Regions from separate parts of the Bombyx mori genome. Here regions 2 and 3 are each linked to region 1. Evidence: chromatin contacts called from public Hi-C data. All regions are on one chromosome and are shown on one strand. Each heading gives the region's core, a stretch centred on a gene start, on an enhancer-like site or on the middle of the called end of the contact. The rest is flanking DNA. Distances are from core to core; before and after follow the strand shown.

What was found. A called contact is a pair of places that touch in the nucleus more often than the background predicts.
Region 2: a Hi-C map of middle silk gland shows a contact between it and region 1, with 2.8 times the contacts expected there. The contact joins the promoter of LOC101737221 here to the promoter of LOC101737508 in region 1. A contact is called at or near these places in 2 of 7 Hi-C or Micro-C datasets (middle silk gland and posterior silk gland).
Region 3: a Hi-C map of posterior silk gland shows a contact between it and region 1, with 1.9 times the contacts expected there. The contact joins the promoter of LOC693113 here to the promoter of LOC101737508 in region 1. A contact is called at or near these places in 2 of 7 Hi-C or Micro-C datasets (posterior silk gland and whole pupa).

What each region holds. Positions count from the first base shown.
Region 1 is chr23:16,680,606-16,685,336 of ASM3026992v2, forward strand. It overlaps LOC101737508, which reads left to right and starts at 2,323. Exons shown (of 13, transcript XM_004930691.5): 1 at 2,323-2,686.
Region 2 is chr23:16,472,997-16,477,727 of ASM3026992v2, forward strand. LOC101737221 reads right to left here and starts at 2,666. Exons shown (of 12, transcript XM_004930689.5): 1 at 774-2,666. The coding sequence starts at 2,240.
Region 3 is chr23:16,544,541-16,549,271 of ASM3026992v2, forward strand. It overlaps LOC693113 (26S proteasome non-ATPase regulatory subunit 13), which reads right to left and starts at 2,501. Exons shown (of 9, transcript NM_001046866.1): 1 at 2,331-2,501; 2 at 2,137-2,250; 3 at 1,119-1,254; 4 at 856-1,004; 5 at 240-399. The coding sequence starts at 2,446.

The DNA.
Region 1 (4,731 bases), core at 1,073-3,572:
TGTTAAAAGGCTATATAGGTATAATAATATGATTTAAACGACATTTTACTTAATATGCGACATTTATCTTTGTAATTAAAGGTGCGTTTTATTTGATATTGAGATCAACAGCTTGATGTTTTAAATTGAACCTCAATTAAGTTAACTCCATTCAAATAGCTGAAGAAGTTTTTTTTTGTTTTGTTAAATACCTATGCAAAAATGTCGCTTAGGCATTAGCCTTAAGCCAAATATCCTTTCAACCCTCGATATTATTTCAGATGTGTAGAAAATACTCCACAGCTTCAGTGGTAGCGAATGGCTCAGGAATTTGCATGTTGTAGGTACATTTGTATATTGTGGCTAGCTACTGTTCTTTTAATATACCTACCTATACATTTTTTAACTTCCACCAAAAAATCCTTTAAAATTCCTTTTAAATTTGTGTGTTGAAAATTCTGTAATCAAACTAATGAAATGATTAAGAAAATCTCTCAGTTTATTTATTGAATTTAGATTTGAAAGAAGAAATTTGCAGGTTATATAACACATGTTTAATATGTTTTACTATGTATAGTGGTAATACGGATCAGAGGGTAGCAAGTGTCTTCTAAATGCTCTATTAAACGTCATTCCATAATTCGAAGGAATTTCTCTATGGTGTGTTCGCTTTTCCCCACGCTCATGCGTGATGGTAACTCGAGGATGTATGTGCTGATTTCTCATCAGAGATATTAGTATTGGCAGGGCGTCTTGTTAGCACGCCCGGGTAGGTACCACCACCTATTTCTGCCGTGAAGCAGTAATATGGCTGGAAGGTGAAGTATTTAAAATCGTTCTGGTGTTTCCGTTCTGACATCTAAAGGTGCCATGTTGAATTTGTATCTAGAATCATCCGGTTTTGCTGGGAAAGCTAAATATCAAAGAGCTTCCTTCAAAGCCAGGGTTAAAGGTTTCTTTTGCAGCACAGAGGAGAGAAGGACATTCCGATGAACGTAGGAGGAAGGATTTTAATTACGATGAACTTAAATTGTGAAGGAATTTCGTTTGATTTTAAGAAAATAAATACCTAGTCTTTTAAAAAAAAAACTTAACCTAAAATTCTCGTTAGTAAAGCTGTTTTTGTTTCTAAATTTTAATCTGCAAATTGACCTCATAACGTCCTTTGAGATAAGCGAAGGGATTAAAGATGCTATAGAGATGAATTCGAAGCTCTGACATATAATGGTATTTGCGTAACATTTGATGAATATGGATTAATTAATATTCTCAAGTACATCTGATTACTTCGGGTCAGATTAGGTTTTTTTGGCATGGACATTGGCATATATTTGAGACAGTCTTAAATTTCAAGCTAGGCGGCATTTTAGGCTCCCCGTGATTAACAATTAAAAAATAGTTAACACATCCAATAAAAAGTATGTAGTATTAAAAATTAACCCTGCCATAACTAAATTCAATTGACTTTATTTGTGGAATATCAATGACTTCATTAGAGAATATTTAACTGCGAAAATTTAATGAATAGATAATATAATGTAGTTCAGTTTGGAACTACTGATTTGTCACTTTTAATTTAACCTAAAAACTGTACATTTTTTACTTTATTGCCTATTATGTAAGACAATTCGTATGTTTGTATTCATACATATTTGTATTTTTCTAAGACTACTTACTCTAGTAGAAAGAGTATGAACGAACAATATTACACAAACTACTGTCTTATACAGCTTCCCATTAGCTATATTTCATATAAATACTGCCACTAAAATATAAATATGCTACACAATATATACAAAAATACGTTTTCAATAAAATAAATATGGTATTCCATTCTAAATATTATTATATTTCAAACTACAGTTCTAACAGCATAAATAAAGTTCTTACGCCGCTAAACTGGTTTAGGGTGTATTATAACACTATGTATAAAGGCATTTGGTAACTGTCTTGTCTAGACTATCTCGACCCTCAATGCGACAATTGCGACAAAGCCGGCAAAATCAATAGTATTGCGCAAAGCCAAAGTTCTGCTAGTGACACCGCCATCTAGGAGATAAAATTTGGAGTATCGTGGTCTTTCTTCCGCCATCTAGTGGCGAATAGAAAAAATGTACAGGGCGTTTTGTTTCTCCAATGTTTTGATGAATTTTGAGCTTCTATGTATTTGAATTATATTCGTCTATAAAAGCTATCGGAAAATATTTAAATAGTACATTTTTTTATTATATCAAATAAAGTTTTCATTTTGAAGCACGATCAGCTGGGATCGAATCACATGTCAAAAACAAAAAAATCTCATGAATTTTTGTATGGCAACACTCTAGAATGTCAACTGTTTTTCAAATTTGATACAAAAGAAATATATAACTTCTGCTTACTTTATATAAAGTATAAAATTCCTCAACGTCTTCTTTCATTAGGACATTTAGTTATTTGAGTAGGAAGTGGCATAAAAATAGGATTGCCAACAATTTGCATGACGTCAAGCCAATGGAGTCATAGTTGTCTTCTAAAATTACATAGCAGAAGAAAAAATATTTTCCCTCACGTATACAGTCCATTTTCAAAGAAATTTCGACGAAAGTGTTATGAGTTGTGTACGGCGCGAGTGAAAAAAATATAAAACAGAACACCAAACGTTTCAGACATTGCGTTTTCCGTGTGTAACATAGTTACTTAGTAACGGAGTTATTTTATTAATTCTGTGAGTATCCAATCTTATTTTTTGATTAAAACTAAAAAAATCGATAGGGCACGAATTCTACTCATACATCATATTTAAACACGTGATAATCGTGAATAAGAAATAATTAATTTGTGTTTAATAAAACAACTAGCTTCGTCATGCAAACACTGTCTTTAGAATGCTAAAAATATACCTTCTCTGTGTATTTCGGGATTTATATTTGGAGATTTTGCGAGTGCGAGGCCGGGTGAGTCGTGTGAAAGTGTTAAATGTACCTTTTGTGTTTGAAATTACATGATAATTCGAATTGGCCTTGAATCTCATAAATTTTCGCGGAAGGTGTCATATTACCTAGAAATGTTTACTCTGTTCTACGTTTTATGTTCGTGATTTAAAAATTTGGTATCATTTTGAAAAAAATTGTTTATTTCCCGCCTTACGGCTGGAAAAATATTGTAAAGTTTTTTTTTTATTGGATTTGTGTACACATCTGCAGTGTATTTAACCTTGAAGTTAATGCCTCCCTACTGCATTGATTTAAGTATCTTATTGTTTTCACTCATATACTTTAAAATGACAAAATCCCTCACAAAAGTGATTGATTAATTGTAGAGTAATAATTTAAAGCTACTAACAATAATAATAATCTGGGATAAATTTTCAGTCCTCTGACCTCAAACTAGGATTGACTAAGCTATGCGAAAAAGAGACTGACTATGATTATATGTGTAAATTCTATATATGTATATATATAATGAATATATGACATATGTATATATGTAAAGAAAAACCTTTTTTATGTAATTTTTATATAAAAAATTTTTAGTTAAAAAAAAGGATCTTTCTTATATAGATTGAACTCTCTGTCATTGAGAAAAAAGATGAGTTAACTTTTATTTAATTCAAGAATACGTTGTTAATAATGATTTGTGGAAAACAAAGGGCTTTAAACATTGTTTTCTTAATATTGTACAGAAAATGCAATTAAGTCTTTTATTATTGTTTAACCACTTTTAGAATATTCCATATCGTTATATTATTATATATGTAACTGGCAAAGTGGACGGAAAAATACCATGAGGCAGAGGCCTGATGTGTTGAACAGACCAAATCTGCACTACTCTCGACACCACAGTCCACAATGCTCTACATTCGTCGGTAGATAGGAACAAATGCGTAGAGTGATCCACAATAAACTCTATTGAGAAGAGGTGGTCATGACCCTCAGTATTGAGGAAACTGTAGCAAGGAGGTGGAGGAGATATGTATCTTCTTCTTCTTTTACTTTCTTTCCTATTACCTTGTGCTGGGGTGTAGGGTTCGAATTAAATTCTTCCATTTGCATTAGACTTAGGCAGTCTAGTCTACCTCCACTCACGTCATGCCCAAGACGCCCAATTCCTGCTCTCCTGAGCGACTCCAAGTTGTATTGGGAAGACCTCTCTTCCTATTGCCACGTTTTCCAGATCGGTGCTATCTTGGATAGGTGGGTATCGGGCTTTCTTAATGTGTGACCAATCCAATGCCACTTCAGCTTAAGAATCTCCCACTCCATTGGTGCCTGCTTGGTGATTCTCCACAACTCGTTAGTGATCATTTCATAATATTAAAGGCCTAGACAGAGTTCAAACTAACCTTTCACATGTAAGTATGTTTGTACAAAGAGAGATGCCGTGATAATGCCAGTCGGTCAATGTTATTTATGTTTTAACATTTGCTAAAAAGATGATCTGTATATACAGGTGTAATCATAAAAAAGATTATTTTTAAAAAAGATTTCTTTAAATAAAGATCTTGAACAATTATTCTACTGATGATATTGAATTTTAAATCAATTTATTATAAAATTTTATGTAATAACATATTAAACTACATTACACAATGTAAACATATACTTAAATATTTTTTTTTATATTATTATTCTATAATATTTAAAATAAAACTGTTTTAATATTTATCATTTAACTACATTCATTTTGCAGAATTATCTCTGTTAAATAAAATGTGGATAACTACTTTACATATATAGGAGTTTTTCAAACTATTCATTGCTAAGATGTTGC
Region 2 (4,731 bases), core at 1,416-3,915, 210 kb before region 1:
TAAAAAATACTAAGAGATAAAAGTGTCACTTATTTATCAATTCCACTTAATAAATTAAGATCATAATTGAGTCGTCTATTATCAAAGGTGGCAATCTGTGCATTTGGACAAAAAAATGTTATTGATATGTCAATACAGATTGATTTGAATATAATCGTCTCCTTCAAAGAATACGGTTCAAAACCTGCATTAAATAAAGGTTAATACTTAACCTGTTATTTATCTAAGATGTCGTTCAGAAGAGTTTTGTGACTGCCAATGGAATACAAAGTCAATAATTCGTTTTTCTGATTTACCAATAATTGTCCAGAAGTCACATTGCCGGCTTTGATAATAGTCGACTCAATTGATCAGTTATGAAATTTCGTAATTTATCTTGTGGTTTGGTTTAGACACAGGTGTTCTGAATTTCTTTAACTGTCCCAATATTGTGTCCCATCTTTATGATATCCTTCCTGAAGACATCTCCTATTGATATTAATTCTCTATTAACTTTGGTTTATTCTAAACATGTAAATATTCTATGTAAATTCTTATCTACTAATAATATTTATCTTTAAAGTAGTTAGTCTAACATATTTGTTTGCACTGTTGGAAAAACTGATCAAATTTATTTGTATTTTTTTCTCTAAGAACCTGTCATTTTTGTGTATACTGTGACATTGGCAAAATCAATGCCTAAGGGGTTGGAGTCAATTTTATTTTATATAAAAAAAAAACAGTATTGAACACACTAATTTTTTTTCTGAAATTTATATGCATTTAGGACTCACCTCTTCCTTCTTAATCGGTCGTAGCTCTTCCAAGCTTCGGCTAGAGGTCTTCAAAGTATTAAGAGTCCCGTAATGACTCCTTCTCTCGCATTCCGTTCTTGTATCCCCATTGTATGGTTCGTTATACACATGCTCCTTATCAACGAAGAATTCAGACTTTTTATCTGAGCATTCACATTTCAGATGACATTTAAAGCTGTCAGTGTTGTCATTTGATTGACATTTCGAACATTTCTCAGTCAGGAACGTTGATAATTCGTTGTTAGAATTACAATTGCAAGGGTCAAATTCGTTGTGTGTGCTTAAGCGGGTGTATGGAAGACTTGATGTTGAGTTTGTGAATGAACAATTTAAGGACTTGAAGCATCTGGACAGAGGATCTGATGGATGAATCGGTGGTAGAGTCCTCTGTGCTATGTCTAGGATTTCGGTGCACAGATAGTGTACTTCTCTGGGTTTTTTTGGACTTGCTGTTTTGATATTTTTGCTCTGATCAGCTTTTCGTTGCTCATATACCTGTTCCAGTTTTTCGAGCATCTTTTTTGGGTCTTTCTTAGGTGTTTCCACGTTTTCAGTTATGGTAGCAAAGACTCTTGGTGGTTTTTTCGGTGGAGGACCAGCTGGTAATGGTTGTTTTAATGCCTTCTTTAATGTGTCCGTTAGTTTTAGATGCGGATTCTTGCGCTCCAGCTTCATGGTCTCACTGGAAGCTGACAATTGATCCATAGATTCTAAATTTGGTGTTACTTCAGATTTTTTCTCAAATTGTGTCATTAGTTTCTTTATACGTCCCTTCTCATCATCCAGATTCTCAGTCTCAGAGCTCACTCCACTATCAGTTGTGGAATCTTGTTTTTCATCTTTTTTCTTCACTTTGTTGACTTTAGCATATTGGTCTAAAATGGACTGTGGCACTTGGCTATCCGGCACTGAATTCGTGTTCGCCACATCCTCAGTGCAACCTTGTGGCGTGAAATTCTCCTTCTTCATTTGTTCCTCTAAAAAATTACCTAATATTTTAAGTCTTTCTTTACTCAACTTCTGATTTGATATCATTGTAAAGTTTGCTGTTTCCGACCTACCGTTACAGCTACCGTGCCTTTTAGGTGCTATTTGATTTCTATCACATCTAAAAGCATGACTCCTGTGCAACTTTTTTCCTGGGTCACTGGTTTGACGTGATAAACAGGTTTTATTGTCACTGTTAATGGCCTTCAGATCAGCTCTGCTATATAAATAGCTGGTATTTGGCCTAGGTTCGTGGTCGCCGATTGATGAGTCAAATCCTACGTTCTTCTCATGGTTTACAATAGCTTGATCGTGTTTTTCTTCAATGTTCACTCCGCTATTTTTCTGTTTACACAACTGTGTGGTTGTGTGTTTTATCAAGAGCGGTTTGTTCTCGTTTCCTAAGTTCTCGAATTTACTCTTTATGGCTTGTACTCTGTTTTTTGGCTGCGATATCATTATTTCGACACTTTTGAGCGCATTTTAAATATTTTCGAAATCTCTCAACGATAATTACACGCTTATTAAGATCCACGCTTACAAACAAACTGTGATTTTGTTAGATTCTGTACTCAAAATTTATTAAAACGCACAAAATGAACATGATGTTCGACTGAATTACTATTTTTATGTTGTTTTTTTTTTTCACTAGCACATAACACAACACAGCTGCACAATTCTTCGAGCTACAAATTATGAATAAATTCCGTGTTCAATTACGAAATATTTAGCGTTCAACACGAATAATGCAACTCTAAATTGATATTTATTATTACTTTTGACGACGTTTGATAAAAGTAAAGTTTATATTACATATTGTCGTAGTTTACATAAACAGTTGTTCGCTGAGCCGAGGGCATGGCACTGGTTAGTGTTACCATATCTTTATACACTTTTTTCCTGTTTTTCCGTTACGTCAATCATAAATCAATCGAAAACTATTTATAGTGCTACCCATAACCCATGTTAACTTTTCCTTTATCGTTTTTATTAACTATGTAATGGCAAAATCTAACTTAGACCTTTATTAAAATATTTTCCTTAGCAGCGACTGGGCTATGCCCCTGGCATTGTTGACGTCCATGTGCGACAAAAGTAACTCACTAGGTGGGCTGTCTGCTGGTCTGCCTACTAATAAAATACTGTTTTTACAGTATTATTAGTTAGATGTGAAAATTATATAAGCATGTACACTATTGTGTCTCATATTTGCAAATGGTATTGTCCATTGTTAATTAAATATATTTATTTGAAACCTTTGTTAGAGTTTTGCAAATATTAGGGCAGATATGAATCTATGTAAATGTGAAACAGTTTCAAAGTTGATTGAGGTAAACACATGAAACTATGCTTTTATTGATTTGATTTTGTATCTGAAACCTATATAAGGTAAGTACCTTAGTACGATATCTAGTTTAGGTAGGATATATTTCAATTGAATTTTATTGAAATTCATTAATATCATTACTTTTGAATGTCAGAATTTTCCTAATATTTTATAAAATTTAATGCTCAGAGCACACAAGCAGCTGTGCGAGTTTTTTTTTTCTTATAATAAAACTGGTTCACGACAAAGTACCTTAACTTCTAAAATGATGAAATTTAATGTGATTAAAACAGTTTGAATGAATTCGACTTATATTAAAGTCTCACTACGTATCTCATTAAGTGACCTATTGAAAAAAAAAAAATAACAACAAAACTGTAGCAAAATAGCAGACGCTTGGATCTTGTAACGTCCTCTGTAATCGAGTAGCTGAACTAAAGCTGGCACTAACTTTAATTTAAGCAAATAGTCTTAATGCTATTGCAAACAAAATGAATGAAACCCATATAAATCGTTCTCATACACGTTTCTCTATCTCGAAAAAAAATAATGTTTTAATACCATGAAAACAATAGTATTAAGTGGAAGTAACAAAATAATATAAATTTGTTTTTATGCCATCTCTGATCGAGTAGTCAAGTATCGACCTTCGGTACTGAAGTGGCTATTACTGGAGATCGATTCAGTTTCCTCCTTAAATCTATGCATGAGCAGAAGAAGAGTTGTTCGACCGTCTTGATGCAAGGCCTCTTTATTGATATTTCATTTTCAAAGCATTGCGCGTCCCTTTACGCTTGCCTATGTGGCTTGTAATTAAAACTACTTTGTTTTATTTACCTAGTCTTACATTTATTGTTAAAAATATTCTATCTTGGGCGCTTCGAATCAATTGTTTTCGCGCTCTCGGGCGGCCAAGGTGCTTTGTTGCTTGAAAGGTCGTTGTTTTTTGACATTTTAATTTTACGCGCGAAATTTCATACTTCAGTGGCGAAAAGTGTTTGTTGAAATTGACATCTTTCTATAACGCACTTTTAGATAAGCACACCGTAAAAGTGTTTTTTAATTGTGCCCACTAATCTCAAATCTGAAGAACGTACTTTATTGTTTTCTCGGCATATGAATAGATGCATATTTTTACCCAATGATTCTCCAAAAAACACGTCACAACTTCTTTTTTTTTTAATTGGGTCATACGGCTCCATATTAGGATTTCCTGTGTTATGGGTACCAGATACTGACATACACACTTAAATCTTCTTCTTCTTCTTTGTCGTTTCCTCATTGCTGAGGGTCGTGACCACCTTGGTCCAGTTTTTGCACCAGCTTCTTCCAATGTTGCCTGCATTCGGCCTGCTTAATGGCGCCCGGGACGCTGGTGTTTGTGGCCTCCTTGATAATGTCCGTCCACCTGGTTGGCAATCTTCCTCGACTTCTCTTTCCTTCCACGTGACCTACAACTATTAATTTTTCCAAGTTCTCAGGATTTTATATACGTTTAAATATATACCTAAATAGATAACAAACACTCAGACAAAGAGCAAACAAACCTGTTCATCACATGAATGCGTGCCCAGTGTGGGAATTGAACTTACGACCCTCAGCGCGTTAGTCAGGGTCGCTAAC
Region 3 (4,731 bases), core at 1,251-3,750, 140 kb before region 1:
AGTTGGAAAAAGATGGTGCAGTCAACTTTTCTTTTGAATTACTCAACTTACCCAGTGGTGGTAATCAATATGAAATTACGCAATGTGAATGCCACCACCTTGACTTTGGGACATGAAATTCCAATTTGTATAAGGGGTTGCTATCCCACTCGTCACAGAGCGTGACTACATTGTCATAGGAAGTACAGCAAGTCCTATACTCAAATAATATTTAAAAACTGCTTTATAAGTGTTCTTACCAATTCTCCCAAATCATATACGTCCGGAGCCAGCACTCCAGAGAGAGCTAGTCTGAAGGCGATATCAGCACGTTCCGTGGCAGGTAGGGCCTCACCCCCGTCGGCGCAGCCAACGTACCGAAGCGCTGCGCGGTAGTAACGGCCAGTCGGACCACGGACTCTAAAATGAAATTGATATTAAAACCATTTTTTTTATTGCTTAGATGGGTGAACGAGCTCACAGCCCACCTGGTGTGAAGTGGTTACTGAAGCCCATAGATATCTACGACGTAAATGCACCAGCTACTTTCAGATATAAGTTCTAATGTCTCAGTATAGTTACAACGGCTGCCCCACCCTTCGAGCCGAAACGCATTACTGCTTCACAGCAAAAATAGGCAGGGTGGTGGTATCTACCCGCACGGACTCACAAGAGGTCCTACCACCATTAAAACTCACAAGAGGTCCTACCACCAATACACAAAAATTTCACAATTTTTTGAGTCGCCAGCTGAAATAGGCAGCAACAGGGGGATTGAATGCATATACCACAATATCTCAGAATTGAACCAATTAATTTTGTAATCAGTTCAACAAGGTTAACAGAACAGAAACTCATTAAAAATTTAGTTTTTACCTGTAATATTCCGAGGCTAACTTATAGAATCGTCCGTGAACTGGAGTCACACCGTCAGCATCTTCGAGTGTACTTTCTAAATGTTCAATTATTTTCTCAGCTGCATCATAATCATTCAGCTGTTCAATATATATTTGTCCTTGTAGCACCTTGGAATTAAGAAATATTTAGTATTTTGACACAGGTTCTGCTCTGTACAAGACTAGTGAGTTGCAGGTTCGTCATCCGGCTGGGTCGATCTCCTGTTAGATATTATGACTCACCTTACAAAGAGCCAGTGCTTCATCATTCATTTTAACTTTCGTTTCCACCTTCTCAAGGAATGTGACAGCATCTCTCTTGTTGACATACTGTTCCACGATATGAGCAATGATCTCAACTAATGATAGGGGATTTATTCTGGAACCCATTTGAATATTATGTTACTTTAATCACCGCAGACATTTTAAAAAGTATATAATTAAACAAGAATGTTATACTGCATGGTAGACAATGGGGATATTGAAACGTTAATTATCAATCTTGAATGTTACTGCCATATTACAATATATCCAAATAAAATCAAAATGATTATATAAATGTATTTGTATATGGGCTTAAGTGTGTATATCTTATGTTATATTTGTTGCCTTTTTGTAAACCTTCTCTATTCTCTTTCTACTCATCTGTGATATCGATTGTGGAAACTTAGTTTTTGTTTACTTATTTTTCATATATTATGTGTCGGTTTGTGTTTCACACATCCCAAATATATAATCTGAATTTACTACATAATTTAGAAAAATTTTATCTGAAAAATTTGTGTGTTATCATTCACAAATGAGTATGTACAATAATGTCTGTAATGTTAATTCTTACAGATTCTTAGTTTAAAAAATAAAGAATATTGTGCTCTAAATATCACTGTACTATACATTCATTTAATGGATATATACATAAGATTTTCAGATATTTTACAAGCTTGAGGTTTATATGCTTCTTTGTATCCCAGAAAATATCCTTTTCTTTAATTTACGTTTAAAGCTGGTGATGTGAATTAAATATTTGATTTTAATTTAATTTTTGTTAGTGGTGACTATATGAAAATATATATGTAAAAAGGGGTTAATAATGAATCATGGTATGTTTTAGAAATGAAGAAAACGCAGTTTTGGCGTTGTCTTCTTTGCAAAAAGTCAGTAATTGTTTTCGTAAACAGTGCAGCCTTTCTTTGACATTATTTAACAGACAATCCTACTAAATAAAAAAGATATATGTAATGACTTGCAGAAGGGAACATACTTGCTTTCGAAGGTGGTCAAAAAGTTATTGTACAACTGTATGAGGTTGTCTCCCCTCTGCAGAGCCGGATTCTTGACGAATTCTTGCAGTTTTAAAGTCAGTTGGTGCCATAGTCTGGAAGAAAAACAAAGAAAGTTGTTTTCATATGAATAGATATCTTCAGTATTTTAACCAAGAAATTCGTTCGAACTTACTTTTTATTGTAAAGTTCCTCTAATTTCGCCCAATCCGCAGCTAAAGCAGGCTCGCTAGCTTGCTTTTTAGTTAAAAAATCACTAACATCGATAACTGCAAACTTAACAGTCGCCATGTTTTCGGAACTCTGAAATTTTGAATTTGTAATGGAGTGAAGTTGTCCTTTAATCTGTGAAGTTTCTCTGTTGTCAACTTGACACTGACAAGCATTTCATTATTGTTTTTGTCGATCTTGCAAGCAAAAGCAATATAAACTACACAATCGAGTGTTTTGTTCAAAATCATCCAAACTTATTGTTAGAAAAAAGTTTTATGGAATTAAATAAAAAACTGTTGCCAAATTAATTAGATTCAATGTACTTTTCGGGGTTGACGCAAAAAGCAACGCGTATTCGATTTGAGACCATTTTTTAAACTTGAACATTTATTAAATACTAAATTTAAATTAAATTAAAAAATGTGAGCCGTCACGGGACGCCTGGCAGATGTGAAACATCGACATTATTTTTTAAAAGTAATATGCAGAAAAGAACAGATTGTGATAGGAACTAAATATGTCATAATGATAAAATAAAATATTACGAAAAAATAATTTGTTTTCAAGTAAAACACAGAGAGAATTGTACATTCGATTGCACATGGCGACGCGTCGCCACACCGTACTCACTACTGCATATAGACTGTATATATACACCATCATTAGTGTGGCGACGCTTCGCCACGCCAGAAATCGATTTTACGTGCGGCTATAGATGTTTCACAAAAACATTAATTGTAATTTACTGGTGGTAGGACCTCTTGTGAGTTCGCGCGGGTAGGTACCACCGCCCTGCCTACTATTTCTACCATGAAGCAGTTATGCGTTTCGGTTTGAAGGGCGTTGAAGTTGTACTATAAAACCAAGACTTAGAATTCAAGTCTCAAGGTCAGTGGTGGTATTCACGTTGCTGATGTCTATGGGCTCCAGTGAGCGCTTAACACCAGGTGGGCCGTGGGCTAGTCTACCCATCTGAGCAAAAAAATTAAATTGTAATTAAATAAAGGCAGTTCTTGTCTGACGATCCAAGAGGAAGATTACATTAGTACGCCACAGTGATATAGAGTGAATACTAGTCGTAATAGGTATAAGTGAGTACGGCATGATATCTTAGGGTGTGGAAATATGATTCGGTTTCAAATATGGTGGGTAGAGCTAAGGAGAACCGTCTCATGAGGGAGGAAGCTTGAAAAAGTGTCCCACTTTTAGCACTAAACCACAGTTCAAAAATCTTCTAGAATGGCGTTAGCATAGGCACAGGGTATGATATGAATTGAACAATTAGTTATAATTGAAGTAGATAGTTATGCTGAGAATTTAATACATTTAATGTCTAGAGTGACAGTTAGTGACAGAGTAATATACAAAATCTCACATGTTCAGGTAGTCGAAACTAATTTCGCCATTATAACCTAAAACTATTGCTGTGGTAAAACGTGGAGAAATCGATTGCATTTTCTTATCATCTTTAAATAAAATACTTTTTGTGATTTTGTAGTGCTTACAGTTCTTCCATCCTTTTTTATTTCTCTATCTTATTCTAATAAATTTCAGCGCCTTTTTTTAAAATTAAATATACCCGGTTGCTACTGTAGCGCCACCCTTATTTAGCAGATTTTAACGGACACTTTTTACACACAGAGACGGTTCTTCTTATCTCTACCCTCCATAGTTTCAGAGAACAGTTTTCATATTTGTCATTATCAGCTTATAGATGTGTACTCCCGGATACTGGCTCTGCAAGGTTCGGTACAATGATAGGTCCTTGCTGAAGCTGCATCTAGTGCAGTCCTCGTAAGGACGACCGGCCCGGCGCTGCTGCATCCAGAACATTTCTACGACCTTCAATAGGGCACCAGTCCTTACGGGAGCCCTACCGTCGCCACGTTTTCCGATACGCGGCCGTCAATCGACAAATGTTTGGTCCGAGCGACCATTATACTAGCCTCAAATATATTAAGTGTATAATCTATGATACTAGCAATGCAATGCTTACCACTTCAACCTTGCAATACTTTGGGCTATCTCAATTACTGTGCGAATCTTCTTATTGCTTACTCGATTCTTATGACTCTTTGGGTGACTTTCAGGCTTTTAATGAGACCCATTATGAGCGACTTCTCCCTACCAGTGTTATATTAGAACGTTACTAGACTTTATACAAGCATTAGATTAATTAAACGCTTGTTCTTCGGAAATAAATTTTTCACGACTCATAAAATAATCATATTTGTTGAATTCATTTATATTTTCAGAATAGCAATGAGAGATCAAGGCATATTAAATCACGGATGCGCTTCGGATTTGAGATCCGTTTGCTATTTGGCACGATAGATTGGAAGATTTTGAAACGACATCTACCG